Linked DNA regions of Mus musculus: all the other regions are linked to region 3. The links are chromatin contacts, called in public promoter capture Hi-C maps. All regions are on one chromosome and are shown on one strand. The core of a region is the stretch at or near the end of the contact, and the rest is flanking DNA. Distances in the headings are between cores, read along the strand shown. Region 1 holds the start of Aqp11 (aquaporin 11). Region 2 holds the start of Relt (RELT tumor necrosis factor receptor). Region 3 holds the start of Uvrag (UV radiation resistance associated gene).

The links. Promoter capture Hi-C pulls out the DNA fragments that hold promoters and counts their contacts.
Region 1: a contact with region 3 is called in a promoter capture Hi-C map of liver, with 3 times the contacts expected there. The contact joins the promoter of Aqp11 here to the promoter of Uvrag in region 3. A contact is called at or near these places in 2 of 39 promoter capture datasets (liver and pre-B cells) and 1 of 484 Hi-C or Micro-C datasets (pre-B cells).
Region 2: a promoter capture Hi-C map of pre-B cells shows a contact between it and region 3, with 4 times the contacts expected there. The contact joins the promoter of Relt here to the promoter of Uvrag in region 3. A contact is called at or near these places in 2 of 39 promoter capture datasets (liver and pre-B cells) and 1 of 9 other capture datasets (liver).

What each region holds. Positions count from the first base shown.
Region 1 is chr7:97,735,850-97,740,235 of GRCm38.p6, reverse strand. It overlaps Aqp11 (aquaporin 11), which reads left to right and starts at 1,989. Exons shown (of 3, transcript NM_175105.3): 1 at 1,989-2,867. The coding sequence starts at 2,249.
Region 2 is chr7:100,861,638-100,865,603 of GRCm38.p6, reverse strand. Relt (RELT tumor necrosis factor receptor) reads left to right here and starts at 2,191. Exons shown (of 11, transcript NM_177073.6): 1 at 2,191-2,310.
Region 3 is chr7:99,139,243-99,143,497 of GRCm38.p6, reverse strand. Uvrag (UV radiation resistance associated gene) reads left to right here and starts at 2,354. Exons shown (of 15, transcript NM_178635.3): 1 at 2,354-2,664. The coding sequence starts at 2,548.

The DNA.
Region 1 (4,386 bases), core at 740-3,239, 1.4 Mb after region 3:
TGTCTTGGATATGATTACAACCTGATGAGGTAAATCCTGGGTCACAAAGGTTATTCAAGGGAGATTAGATATATCTTTCACTAAATGGAGCTCCTCATGAGAAAACTAGAAAACTGGGGGAAAGGTTATGTTTCCTTAATCCCTATTCTAACATTCTCTCTCTCTCTCTCTCTCTCTCTCTCTCTCTCTCTCTCTCTCTCTCTCTCTGTGTGTGTGTGTGTGTGTGTGTGTGTGAGACAAAACAACCTTACAGCACTTATTGTTATATAATAATAGCATAAGGGCTACCGAAACAACATAAATAAATGTTTCAGACTGTGTTCCCATTAGAAGACTTTTTTTTTTTTTTTTCCCAAGACAGGGTTTCTCGGTGTAGCCCTGGCTGTCCTGAAGGTCACTCTGTAGACCAGGCTGGCCTCAAACTCAGAAATCTTTCAGCATGATCCAGCCCGGCTGTTTTCTTGTTTTACGGTGAATCTTGTCTGCATCATCTAATACGAGGTTCAAGTACTCCTCAATGCCAATAATGCAGCCATCTATCCCTCTTTCCCAATATTCACTTGCTCACACAGCCACACCGGAATCTGCCTGGCAAGTATCTGAACTTGAGGTTGGCGGACTGCACCATCACCCTCCACACCTTCTGTGGCCCTGGCCCTGGTATGCCATGGTTGGAAGTCACAAAGACCATCTAGGAGGAAGGTCGCCTCAGAAAGTGACTTCCAGAACTATTTTAATATTCCCTTTTTCCCCCCTTCCCTTTTGCTCCGGCCCCGCTCGCACTGGACCATAGGTTTTTTATTTGTTTTTCATTAAGGATGGTTGTGAGCCACCATGTGGTTGCTGGGATTTGAACTCACGACCTCCGGAAAAGCAGTCAGTGTTCTTAACCGCTGAGCCATCTCACCAGCACCTATTTTAATATTCTTATTTGGGATATCTATAAGGCAAACTTCACAATAGATGTTAACTGTGCTGGAATACTTGACTCTCAGCTGGTGCAAGACTTCAGCTCCAGGCTAGCTTCCTTTCCATGGCCCCTCAAACTCCCTTCTTTCCATCCTGCCTCAGGTTGTCCCAGGATTCTGGGAAGCCAACCAATCCAAGGGTTTCCTTCCCACACTGGATGCCAATGAGAACAAGCAAACAATGTTTTCTTAGTATTTTAATATCTCATGATGAAGATAACATAAACATTATAAACTTTGAGGACTTCATGCCTAAACCACCACCTGCAGGCAAGGTGCTTCCAGCAGGTAAAGGTGCCCAATTGAGGACTTGAGTTTGATCCCTGGGACCCACCTTGTGGAACACATGAGATTGGGCACAGCGACCCCCGTATGTATGTATGTATGTATGTATGTATGTATGTATATACATACATATATATATATGTGTGTGTGTGTGTGTGTATGCACATATATAAACATAAATAAGACAATTAGATAATTAAGCAAATGCATTCGATAAAAAATAAAACACAACATCCAAAGTTTGGAAATAGTGGCGATAGCTAGATAAAGTGTGAATATAATTAACGTCAATTTTACACATAAATGGATATATATATTTTCCCCCACACTTACGAAAAAAGTTCGAGTGTGGGTGAAGAAAACCAAAGCTCTAACACCTTGTCAAACCAGTCAAACCTCGGTTCTCACGCCCACTCCCAGTTGACCACAGCTCCTTCCCTGAGGGTCACCTCCTCGCTCCTCAACCTCAGTCTCTCCATTAGTAAAAACGGGGTGGCTGCAAAGATGACCTCTGGGGCTCCGTGGAGTACAGTTTCCGGAGTGTGCAAAGATCAAGGCAGAGTTCCCAAGCCACGCTCCGATCGCCACATGCTCTAGCACCAGCGTGGTGCGGTCTTAGGCTCGGGGTCCGGCGCTGAGAGCCCAGAGCTCGGGCGCCACGCGCGTGCGCAGTGGTCTCGGGGCCCTGGCCCTGTGCTGAGGGAGGCGGCGGAAGGCGGGTGCGCGTGGGGCTCTACAGACCGTTGTCCCCTCCGCCAGTGCCCAGGGACAGCTCCCTCGCCGCCTCCTTTCCCCCGCCCTCCCCCCCTCCCCGGCTCAGGTCACATCTGCACAGCGCAGCCGGGGAGGGGAGGAGCCCTCCAGCGCGGAACCCGGGCTCTCCACTCGGCCCGCCCCTGAGGGGCGTGGGAGGGCGGGGCGGCGGACTTCGGACTCCAGCCCCCGACGCTCCTCTGTCCCTGCCGCCCTCAGCCATCCCCAGCGGTGAGGGAGCCATGTCCGCGCTACTGGGGCTCCGGCCCGAGGTGCAGGACACCTGCATCTCGCTGGGGCTAATGCTGCTGTTCGTGCTGTTCGTGGGGCTGGCCCGCGTGATCGCCCGGCAACAGCTACACAGGCCCGTGGTCCACGCCTTCGTCCTGGAGTTTCTAGCTACCTTCCAGCTCTGCTGCTGCACCCACGAGCTCCAAGTGCTGAGCGAGCAGGACTCTGCGCACCCCACCTGGACTCTGACACTGATCTACTTCTTTTCCTTGGTGCATGGCCTGACCCTGGTGGGCACAGCTAGCAACCCGTGCGGCGTGATGATGCAGATGATTCTGGGGGGTATGTCCCCCGAAATGGGTGCCGTGAGGTTGTTGGCTCAGCTGGTTAGCGCCCTGTGCAGCAGGTACTGCATAAGCGCCCTGTGGAGCCTGAGTCTGACCAAGTACCATTACGACGAAAGGATCTTAGCTTGCAGGAATCCCATCCACACCGACATGTCCAAAGCGATCATCATAGAGGCCATCTGCTCCTTTATTTTCCACAGCGCTCTACTGCACTTCCAGGAGGTCCGAACCAAGCTTCGCATCCACCTGCTGGCTGCACTCATCACCTTTTTGGCCTATGCAGGTTTGTTATTCCTACCAAACACTTGGCAGTCCGGAGCCTCTATGACCAGAGGTTCTAAGTTCTTTACCGATACATTTGAGCACCCCCTGCACCCTACCCTGGGCCACTTATTATTCTAACCACCTTGCAGCCTAGCAGTTGGAGCCAACATACAGATCTTCATTCATTGCTGTTTTGAACACCCAGAGAAAGCAGACACTCCGGTGCCGAAACTAAGATCGTGGCAGATTACTGCCAAAGGCTTAAATAGCCCACAAAGGGATTGTTTTAATGTTAGAAAGGCAGCTTATCAGTTACGGCTCTCATGCCAAGGTGGTATAGATTGCTTCTGACACTCTTACTGAGAAACGATCCGGTCAAAAAGTTCCTTCGAGCTTAAAGTGCACGATAGGTCAGTAGTTGACCGCGAGGAGAAGCAGTTCTGTAGCTGCATTCACGTCCTACTTTTTTCCTACAAATTACTTGTCATATTCCTTATGTGGAGTTGCACGTGGACTTTTAAGTAGACTCCCATGAAAGGTGTGTTTCAAGTTTAAACTGTTCTTGTTTTGTTTTTACGAGACAGGGTTTCTCTGTGTATCCCTGGCTGTCCTGAAACTCACTTTGTAGACCAGGCTGGCCTCGAACTCAGAAATCCACCTGCCTCTGCCTCTCAAGTGCTGGGATTAAAGGCGTTTGCCACCACAGTCCGGCTCAAGTTTAAAATGTTTTTAAAGATGCTCTTTAAAAACAAATCATTCTCAGCTGGGTGTGGTGGCACACGCCTGTAATCCCATCACTCAGGAAGCAGAGGAGGAGGATAATGTTAAATTCGTTGTCAGACAGTGCTAAATACTGAAACCCGGTCTAAGGAAAACAAAACAAAAACAAGAAAAAAAAACCCTCCAGAAGTCTTATTTACTTGTTTACTTTCACAAAGCTTAGCTGCAGTAGCAATTCAAAAATTGTTTAATGATAAAATGCGCCTTTTAAAAGAGTGTGTCATTTAAAATAATGAAATACTTTTACTGGGATGATAGTGGAACTATAAAGAATGTTTTAGAGGCATGAATATAAATAAAGGACACCTAGTGACAGTCTTAATACTTCTTGTACTCATTAAAAGGGAAACCCTGCCTAGCACTGCCCTTCTGGGCTCAAGCCAGGGCACAGTAAACAAAACCCCTTGACTTCCAGTGTAGGCTTGACTTCCTGGGGCAACATGAAAGACTTCAGAAGTCTCCTTTCTTTGAATCTAGCATTGTTTTTTTAGTTGACACACAGGAAAACACATTGTGTGGGATAAGAGAAGTGGGCACGTGCTATTTGAGGGGCCAGTGAGAGTTTCAGCTAAAGCAGAAACTCCCGCTGTGCATGAGCAGTTCTACCACAGGAGAGTTCTGTGCTTGCCCATTAAAGCAGCAAAGAGCTGTGCAGGTGATTCATGCCCGAGATACTAGCACTGGACAGGTAGAGGCAGGAGGAATAAAGTCTTCTGCTACTGACTGGGTTTGGGTCAGCCTGGGCTACATGAGACCTA
Region 2 (3,966 bases), core at 942-3,441, 1.7 Mb before region 3:
ATAGAAAATTAAAACAAAATAAAACTGAGGAAAACGGTCACAGTGAAGCTTACCTTTCACCACAGCAGGCAGGAGGCAGAGGCAGGCGGGTCTCTGTGAGTCTGAGGCCAACTCAGTCTACATACATGGCGATGGCTCAATAAGGGGACTGTGTCTCAAAAAGAGAAAAACAAAAACTCGGAAGCAGAGAACATTCAGGCAAGTCTGAGCACGTCACTGCTCCCCAGTGGGTTTCCACCATGGACTGTGATGTGGGGCTCTGGGCCCATCCCCAGATTTGGGGGAGCACAGTTGACATTGAATGTATTGGTTTGTTTTTGTTTTTTGTTTTTCCAGGACAGGATGTCACTTTGTATCCTTGGCTGGCTTGCAGTTCACTATGTAGACCAGGCTGGCACAGAACTCAGGGAGATCTGGTTGTCTCTGCCTCCAGTGCTCTGGGGTTAGAAGCACAAGTCACTAGGCCTGCTGCGCTCATGATTTTGACACCAGTAACGTGGAACTTTTTCTGCCCTGTCCCCAAAACCTGGGCTCAGCCAGGTTAATGGAAACTCTCCCCTCCCTCTCGTCTCTCAGGTGTCCAGTTCTCCTCCTGGAATTTCCCAGGCTCTGGGGACCTGACCTTTCCTTTCCTTTCCTTTCCTTTCCTTTCCTTTCCTTTCCTTTCCTTTCCTTTCCTTTCCTTTCCTTTCCTTTCTGTGGCTCAAATTCTATGACTTAATTTGTTTACCAGCCCACCCATTCCCAACAGACATATTTACTTCCTCAACCTCTTCCGTGAGCTGTGATTATCCTGATTCCAGCCAGGCCTCTGTCTCCCGCACTGGGCTCCTCTGTGCTGTCCGAGTTTCATCTCATCCTGCTCTCCTGGCCACCTTAGATTCTTTGAATGATGCTGGGGGAGTGGGAAGGTAACGGAAGAGAAGGCTGTGGGAGCTGAGATGTGCTACTGCTAGTGCCACCGCACCACTACTGCTACTACCACCGCACCATACCACACACGGGCCCAGTTTATAACCATTGCAAGAGTGCAATGGTTACTTACTGCCTGGCTTCTACAACGATGTCTCATAGTGTTGGTCACTCTTTTTGTGTTTGCTTGCTTGTGAAACAATGTCTCCATATGTAGCCCAGGCTGGCTTGGAACTCAGGAGCTTCCTGCCTCTGCCTCCCAAATCCTGGCCTCCCAGTCCGTTACTTCTCCTGTCCTCCACTGGACACTGCGATGGCTGGCATTGGTGATAGAAGAGTGGGACCGCTGGTGTTAGGGGAGAGGATTGTCATTGTCATACCTACTTGGGGGAGGAACCAGCTACCCTGAAGGAAGGGGTATTTAGGCCAGGTTCCAAAGGAATTCACCAGGTGAGCATTCCTTATAGTCTCTCTTATTAGCTAGGTGGGGGATTCTAGAAACCAGCTTGGGTCTCATCCAAGACACTGAGGGTGCTCTTACCCACAACCAATTCCAAAGACTATTCCCAGGCAGTGGCAGCTGTGGCCCTAGTTACACAGGCAATGGTGACAGGATCTGAGTAGCATTCATGTCTCAAGCACCTTTTCGCTGCATCACACAAGCCCAGATTTCTTGGTTCGGAGCACACACACACACACACACACACACACACACACGCCCGCACGCGCGCGCGCACACACACACACACACCACACACACACACACACACACACACACGCCCGCACGCGCGCGCACACACACACACACACACACCACACATACACACACACACACACACACACACACACACACACACACACACACACGGCCGCGCCTCCCTGATGCGCCCCAAGGGATGCATGCGCACACACACACACACACACACCACACATACACACACACACACACACACACACACACACACACACACACACACACACACACACACACACACACACACACACACACACACACACACACACACACACACACACACACACACACACGGCCGCGCCTCCCTGATGCGCCCCAAGGGATGCATCTGAAGAACATCCTAGTCGTAGCCCCTGCAGTTCCTAGGAGGCTCAAGAGGTGGCGATGCGGAGCAGCGTGGCCTGGCGGGAGAATCGTGAGCCCTTGGCCCGCAGAGGGGCTCGGGGTTAGGGGCCGCAAGTCGGAGCTCTGACGTCGGGGGCGGGGCCAGAAGCCGTGACGCGAGGGGAGGGGCCGCGCAGCTTCCCGGCCAGGCCGGCGATTCATTCAAAAGGCGCGCAGGCTGCGCGGCCGGCCCCGAGCGCTCGCCTAGCGGGGCCCCGGCGCCGCGTCGGACGCTGAGCGAAGCTGGTGCTGCGGGCCAGGTAAGGAGGGTGCGCACGGCCCTCAGCCCCGCTCCGCTGCTCCGAGGAAGTTCTCCTGAGCGGCGGATGCGTCAGCCCCGCTCTCCTGCCCAGTCCCGTCCCATCCTGGTGCTGTCTACGCGTCCCGGAGCCCCCGGGCTGCGCGTCCTCCCGGCACCGCGCGCGGCGCAGTCTGTCAGAAGGTGCGCGAGAGGAAGCAGCGGAACTTGGCGTGCAAGGGGTCGGGGGAGCCCGGGAAACTTGGACTGACACCAAAGGCCGGCTGCGGGACGGGACGGCGGCGCCTCGGTGCGGCTGCAGCGCGGGGCGGCCGGGAAGGGGGGGGGTGTTCTGAACGGTGTCAGCCAGTGACTGTGGGTGACACGGCGCATGAGGCGGCCTGGCCCGGGCGAACGTGTGGCTGGGACACTGGGCGGTGACGCCGAGCCTAGCGGGCGACACAGAGGGGCTCTGTGTGTGAGGCAGGCAGAGTGTGTGTGATTGTGTATGTGAGAGACCCCAGGTCACTGGGGTCACTGTGTGTGGCCGGCCTGTAGTGTGACCCGGGCTAGTTGTGAGTATAAGGTAGAACAGAGGAACCCTAAATAACTTAAGCAAGCCCTGAATCACGGGGTCATAGGGTGCATGTGGGACGGGGTGGGGGGGGAGGGAGGAGAGAGAGAGAGAGAGAGAGAGAGAGAGAGAGAGAGAGAGAGAGAGAGAGAGACTGTCTGCCTGCCTGCCTGCCTAGGATAGAGTAAGACAAGGAGGAACCTGACACCTTCCAGTGTTTGAGGGGCCAAGGAAGATCAGGAGTCTAGGGAATAAAGATCTCTCTCCAAGACACCCTTAGAGTTCAGTTTAGTGAGTTTGCACGCAGACATGACCTAGCAGAGGAAGCCAGAATTGGGTGGGCTAGCCCCTCTGGCACAGAGAAGACCTGAGGTGGTCTCAGTCTCCACTCCACTCCACGCTCACACACACACACACACACACACACACACACACACACACACACTGAAGTCCCCAACATCTAGCAAGGCACTGTGTATTCTGTTTTGTGATCAGATCTACCCCTGCTAAGCCTCAGTCTCCCAGTCTGCAGAGAGGTGTGAATAGCCTGTGAATCATCACTTTGGGATCCTCTATTGTTTTTGGGTCAGTCTTCTCCATTCTCCTCTCCCCTCCAGACAGAAAGACTGCAGTGGGGGTGGGGGCAGGCGTCTGCTTGTGACACAATGGAGTGGTCCAAGGTTCCCATGTGTTGGTGAACAGTTGGAAACAGTCTTGCTCACAGTTGGTCAAGAAGATGTCAGGCTCCCACTCAAAAGCCACTGGCCCTTTAGATACTGAAACCTCAATCCAAAGACACTTCTCTACCCAGGTCTCCTTTTTCAGCCCCCTGGTTGGAAAGAGAGGGAATATTTGTTCTCCGGCAATGAATGGTCTGTTCTGATCTGGTCTTGGAGTTCTTGCTTGGTCTCTGGAAAAGGCCATTCTGAGACTCCTGCTCCCACAAGAGGGGCAGTGCCTCAATTTATGTAGAATGGGTGGCATCTGGGCTCCCTAGCTCCAGAGGTGGCAGTAGCGATGGGGTACCACATCTGATAGAAGTAGTATGTGGAGGGTCTGTTTTTGGTGACCCTCTGGAAGGGGGGCTTGACATTGGGGTGGGGG
Region 3 (4,255 bases), core at 1,105-3,604:
CTAGGCATGATTTGGAATTTCCCAACTGCTCACTTCTCAACAGATACCTGACACTGAGGCTCCAGCCATGAGGAACTGCTCTGTGTTTCAAAATAAGAGACTGTGACGTCAAAGCAATTCATTCCTAAGGTCAGATGCAACTCATTTCCCCTGAAAGTTAATATGCTTACCATTTATTTTAAGATGGGGGCAGGGCTATGGGTATAGCTCGGTAAAGTGCATTCTGTCCAACTACCCGGATCTGAATAACAGCCCCAGTATCCTGATGAGAAAGCTGGGCATGGCAGTGCAGACCTCTAACCCCAGAGCTAGGGAGGCAGAGGCAGGAGGATCCATAGGGCTCACTGGCCAGCCATCCTGCTCTACTTTGTAAATTCCAGGCTAACAAGGGACCTCCATCTTTAAACAAAACAAAACAAAACAAAAAACAACAACAAAAAAAACCCCAAGATGGACGGTTCCTGAGGAACGATACTTGAGGCTGACTTCTGATCTCTGCACACACACACATACCTGCATGCATACCTGTGTACACAAATGTGTCCACACACACAAACATGTGCACATACTTTGTTTGTTTGTTTGTTGAGACAGGGTTTCTCTTTGTAATCCTGGCTGTCCTGGAATTCACTCTGCAGACCAGTCTGGCGTTGAACACAGAGATCTACCTGCCTCTGCCTCCAAGTGCTGGGATTAAAGGCATGTGCCATCATGCCCAGATACACATAATTCTTAAATAGTGCTAGGGATTGAACCCAAGGCCTTGTGAATATTCGGCATCTACTCAACCATTGAGCTATATATACATCTTCCCACTCAGTAAAAGATTTTAAATCCATCTATTATATGTTGGAGTCTTCATGGGCACAGATACTGGCCCACCTACCACCCCCCTCAGTGACACCAGTACTATTCAGCGCATGGACAGACAGTGGGGAGCTGACCTGCTCAGTGACAAAGCTAGAAGGTGGCAGTCAGAATCCCAAACTGCCTGCTTCCTGTTGTGTCTGCCTCTCTGAACACTGTGTTCTTTCAGCTATAACAGTCCAGGTGGTGGAGAAATTCACACTCTATGGGGACGGGGGAATCAATATTCTGCAAAATGACTCAGTGCTACTTATAGAAGCAATGGCTGTAGCTGCTATTATGGTCAAAGAAGTCTTCAGGGAAGGGAGGGCATTTGAGCTGTACCTTCATATTCATTTCTCTATTATCTGCAAGCAATGCGGATCCAGGGACGAATCAGACAAGGTCTTTTGGTTGAGGAATTCACATATGAGTGTTTGAATTCGGGGAGGCTGTGTGTGTTAAATGACTATTAAAAGACAAAGTGGAGGCTGCTGTGGTGGCACACTCCTGTAGTCCCAGCACCTGGGGAGCTGAGGTAGATTGAGCTACATGGTGAGTGGCAGGTCAGCCAAATCTCGCCCCTCCCCCCGCCCCGCCCCCGCGCAAAGCAAGTAAACAAACAAAGACAACACAATAGAATAAGCAGGTCTGTGGTAAAGGCAAGTTTCCTAATTCGGAGTTTCAGAGAAGTCTTTTGGAAGGACTCCTGCCCCAGCTGAAATACGATGGCTAAGCAAGCGTTAGTCACAAGCAGTAAAGGCTTTCTAGGCAGAGCATAAGCATCCCACCAGCAGAGGTGAGACAGTCTCTTGGCTGGCTGGCACACTTTGTGGCTAAGCTTACTAGTTATAGAAGCTAGAAGGGGCGTGGACTTGCAGGTCTGAGTGGATCACTGAAGAGCTGGTGGACTGCCCGATGGATCTTTGGTCTCAGTGATCGCGGCTCGGTGGCGGCTCCCCCTCTCAGTCATAAAGCGTGGCTTTTTTTTTTTTTTTTTGTACGTGGATGAGAACACTTCGGGAAGTCAGACCATCCATCCATCCCGACTCAGCTGGTGCCAAGCGGGTCCCCGCCCTCCACTGGAGGCTCTGTTACCATAGCAACTAGGTTAGGGCGGAAGTGGCTTAGAGGACTGACTCTCACTAATCAGGTGACTCTCCAGACTTCTGCACGTGACACGACATACCAGGCGCGCGCTCTACCTAATCAAGAAGCCGTCCCTGTTTCACTGACAACTGACAGCGCTCTAGAGCAATAGCCCACGAGGCTTCCCTAGGAGACCACACCCCTCAATAGGGAAAGGGCCAATTAGGCTGAGGCAAAGAGAAGTTACGCCCCAGGTTTAGCCCGGGTTTGACAGACGCAATTGAGGCCATCCTAGAGTCCCTCCGCCCCTAGCCATTGCGGCCGACGACGGACGGGCCCACTGGCCAATAGCACGTCCCTTGGCCGCCACCGGGTCCCGCCCTCTCAGAAACGGAACCAATGAGCACGCCAGCTCTGGGCCGGGTGGAGGGGTTGCACTGCGGTAATATGGCTCTTCCTTAGCCAGCGGCGGTGGCCAGCGCGGGCGCAGAGCTGCTGGGGCTCTCGGTGCCCGGTTTCTAGGCTGTAGGGGCTCTGCGAATCACAGCTCGGGAGGCAGCGGCCGATGCGGGAGGACTGCCCACCTGGCCGCTCGGCGGCTCAGGGGTCCAGATGAGCTCCTGCGCCTCGCTCGGGGGCCCGGTGCCCCTGCCACCCCCGGGCCCGTCCGCCGCGCTGACGTCCGGTGCCCCCGCGCGGGCCCTGCATGTGGAGCTGCCGTCTCAGCAGGTGAGCCGGCCGCGAGCCGGGGGGCGGAGAAGGTTGGCGGGGCTCGCAGGGCTGAGGAGGGCTGACAGGAGGAGGAGCCCCCTCCCCGGCCGTTCCCGCGCTCAGACCCCCGCATCCCTCCAAGAAGGCGCCGGGGAGCCCTGCCCCGCTGGCCGCCGCCGCGCTTTCCCTTTCGCTCCCCGATCGAGGAGTCGGTTTTCTGCACTTATTCTTAGCGTTTCGGGTGCTTCCTTCCGCTCCTCCTGAGGAAGGTATTTGGGACGTTGGGGTTTCCTTTCCAATCTCAGATCCTCATGGCACACTCCACTCCCTCGGGTGAGTGTCTGGAAGGAGGATTTGAAGTAAATATTCATAGCTTGTATCTCACGTGTGTGTGTGTGTGTGTGTGTGTGTGTGTGTGTGTGTGTGTGTGTGTAATAAGGACAAGAGAACACTGACTTTGGGAATCTGACAAAATTCTTGGCAACACCCGCCTATCAGTACATCTTCCACTGGCCTCCCTCAGTCCCTCGGGGAGACTCTGCAGGAACCTTAGCATTGAAGAGGACCTGGAGAAACTGTCAGTCATGGAGAGGTTACCGAGCTGGGTCTGTGCAAAGTGAGCATTGAATCGTCACAACTCCATGAGATAGCTGGTTTTATTGTCCCGGTTTCTCAGTTCTAGGAACAAGCTTGCTCACTGCCTCTCTGTTAGTGTTTCTGGTGGGGATGGATTTCCAAATACAGAGTCTGACTCCAGCTTGTGCTCAGCAGCAATAGTTTGCTTTAGACTTGAGAGCAGCTGCTCCACCACGGTCCACAGGACGAGCTCCCTCAGACCCTTTCTGTAACTTTCCATCCTTGCAAGAGACAGGAAGGAGCCACTTAGGAGCGCAGAGGCTATGGGAGAGAGGGCCAGGCATAGAGTGCATCGGAATGTAAAGGAAAGAGCAATGTTGCACCCCACCCCCCCAACCCGGTGCCGGATGAGGTGCCGGATGAGTAGGGAAGCAACGTTAACTGCAGAAGCAAGGCTCTGTAGTAGGAGAGAATTTAGCAAATCAGAAGGCATGTGCCCAGGTTTTGTAGTGCCATTGGAGAGGGAGTTTGGAGAATATTAGGAGTTGGAAAGGAATGAGGCTTGTATTGCGTTTCCAGGTCGTGGGAGAGGATGAGAGGGTGGCTGGGAGAGTAGTCTGTGGATTGGGCATTAATGTGAATTTTTGCCTGTGTGGGAGGTGGAGTGTGAGGGCCTGCTGGGAGAAGCAATAGTGAGCACTGTTAGGAGCCGCCTGGAGAAATTGGGCATCTAGATGGGCATAGTTTAGGGAAGCTGTGAGAGCATGGCGGGTTGGAGAAGAGAACAAGGCATGTTTTCCTGACTAGAGCCTGTTCTAGCAATAACGGTTCAAAACTAGAAGAACTAATCCAAGCCAACTGCCGGTTCAACACAGTTCAACTCCATTTGTTAGTGTTGGTCGAGTTTCTAGATTGGCATATAGTGTCCTAAGTGTCAGCTGGGTGCTGCGTGAGGATTTGGCATGCCACTTAAAGTTTTTTCTGGGCGTGTCGTCCTTGGACTGTGAGGCAGCCTATGTAAAAACACATTCCT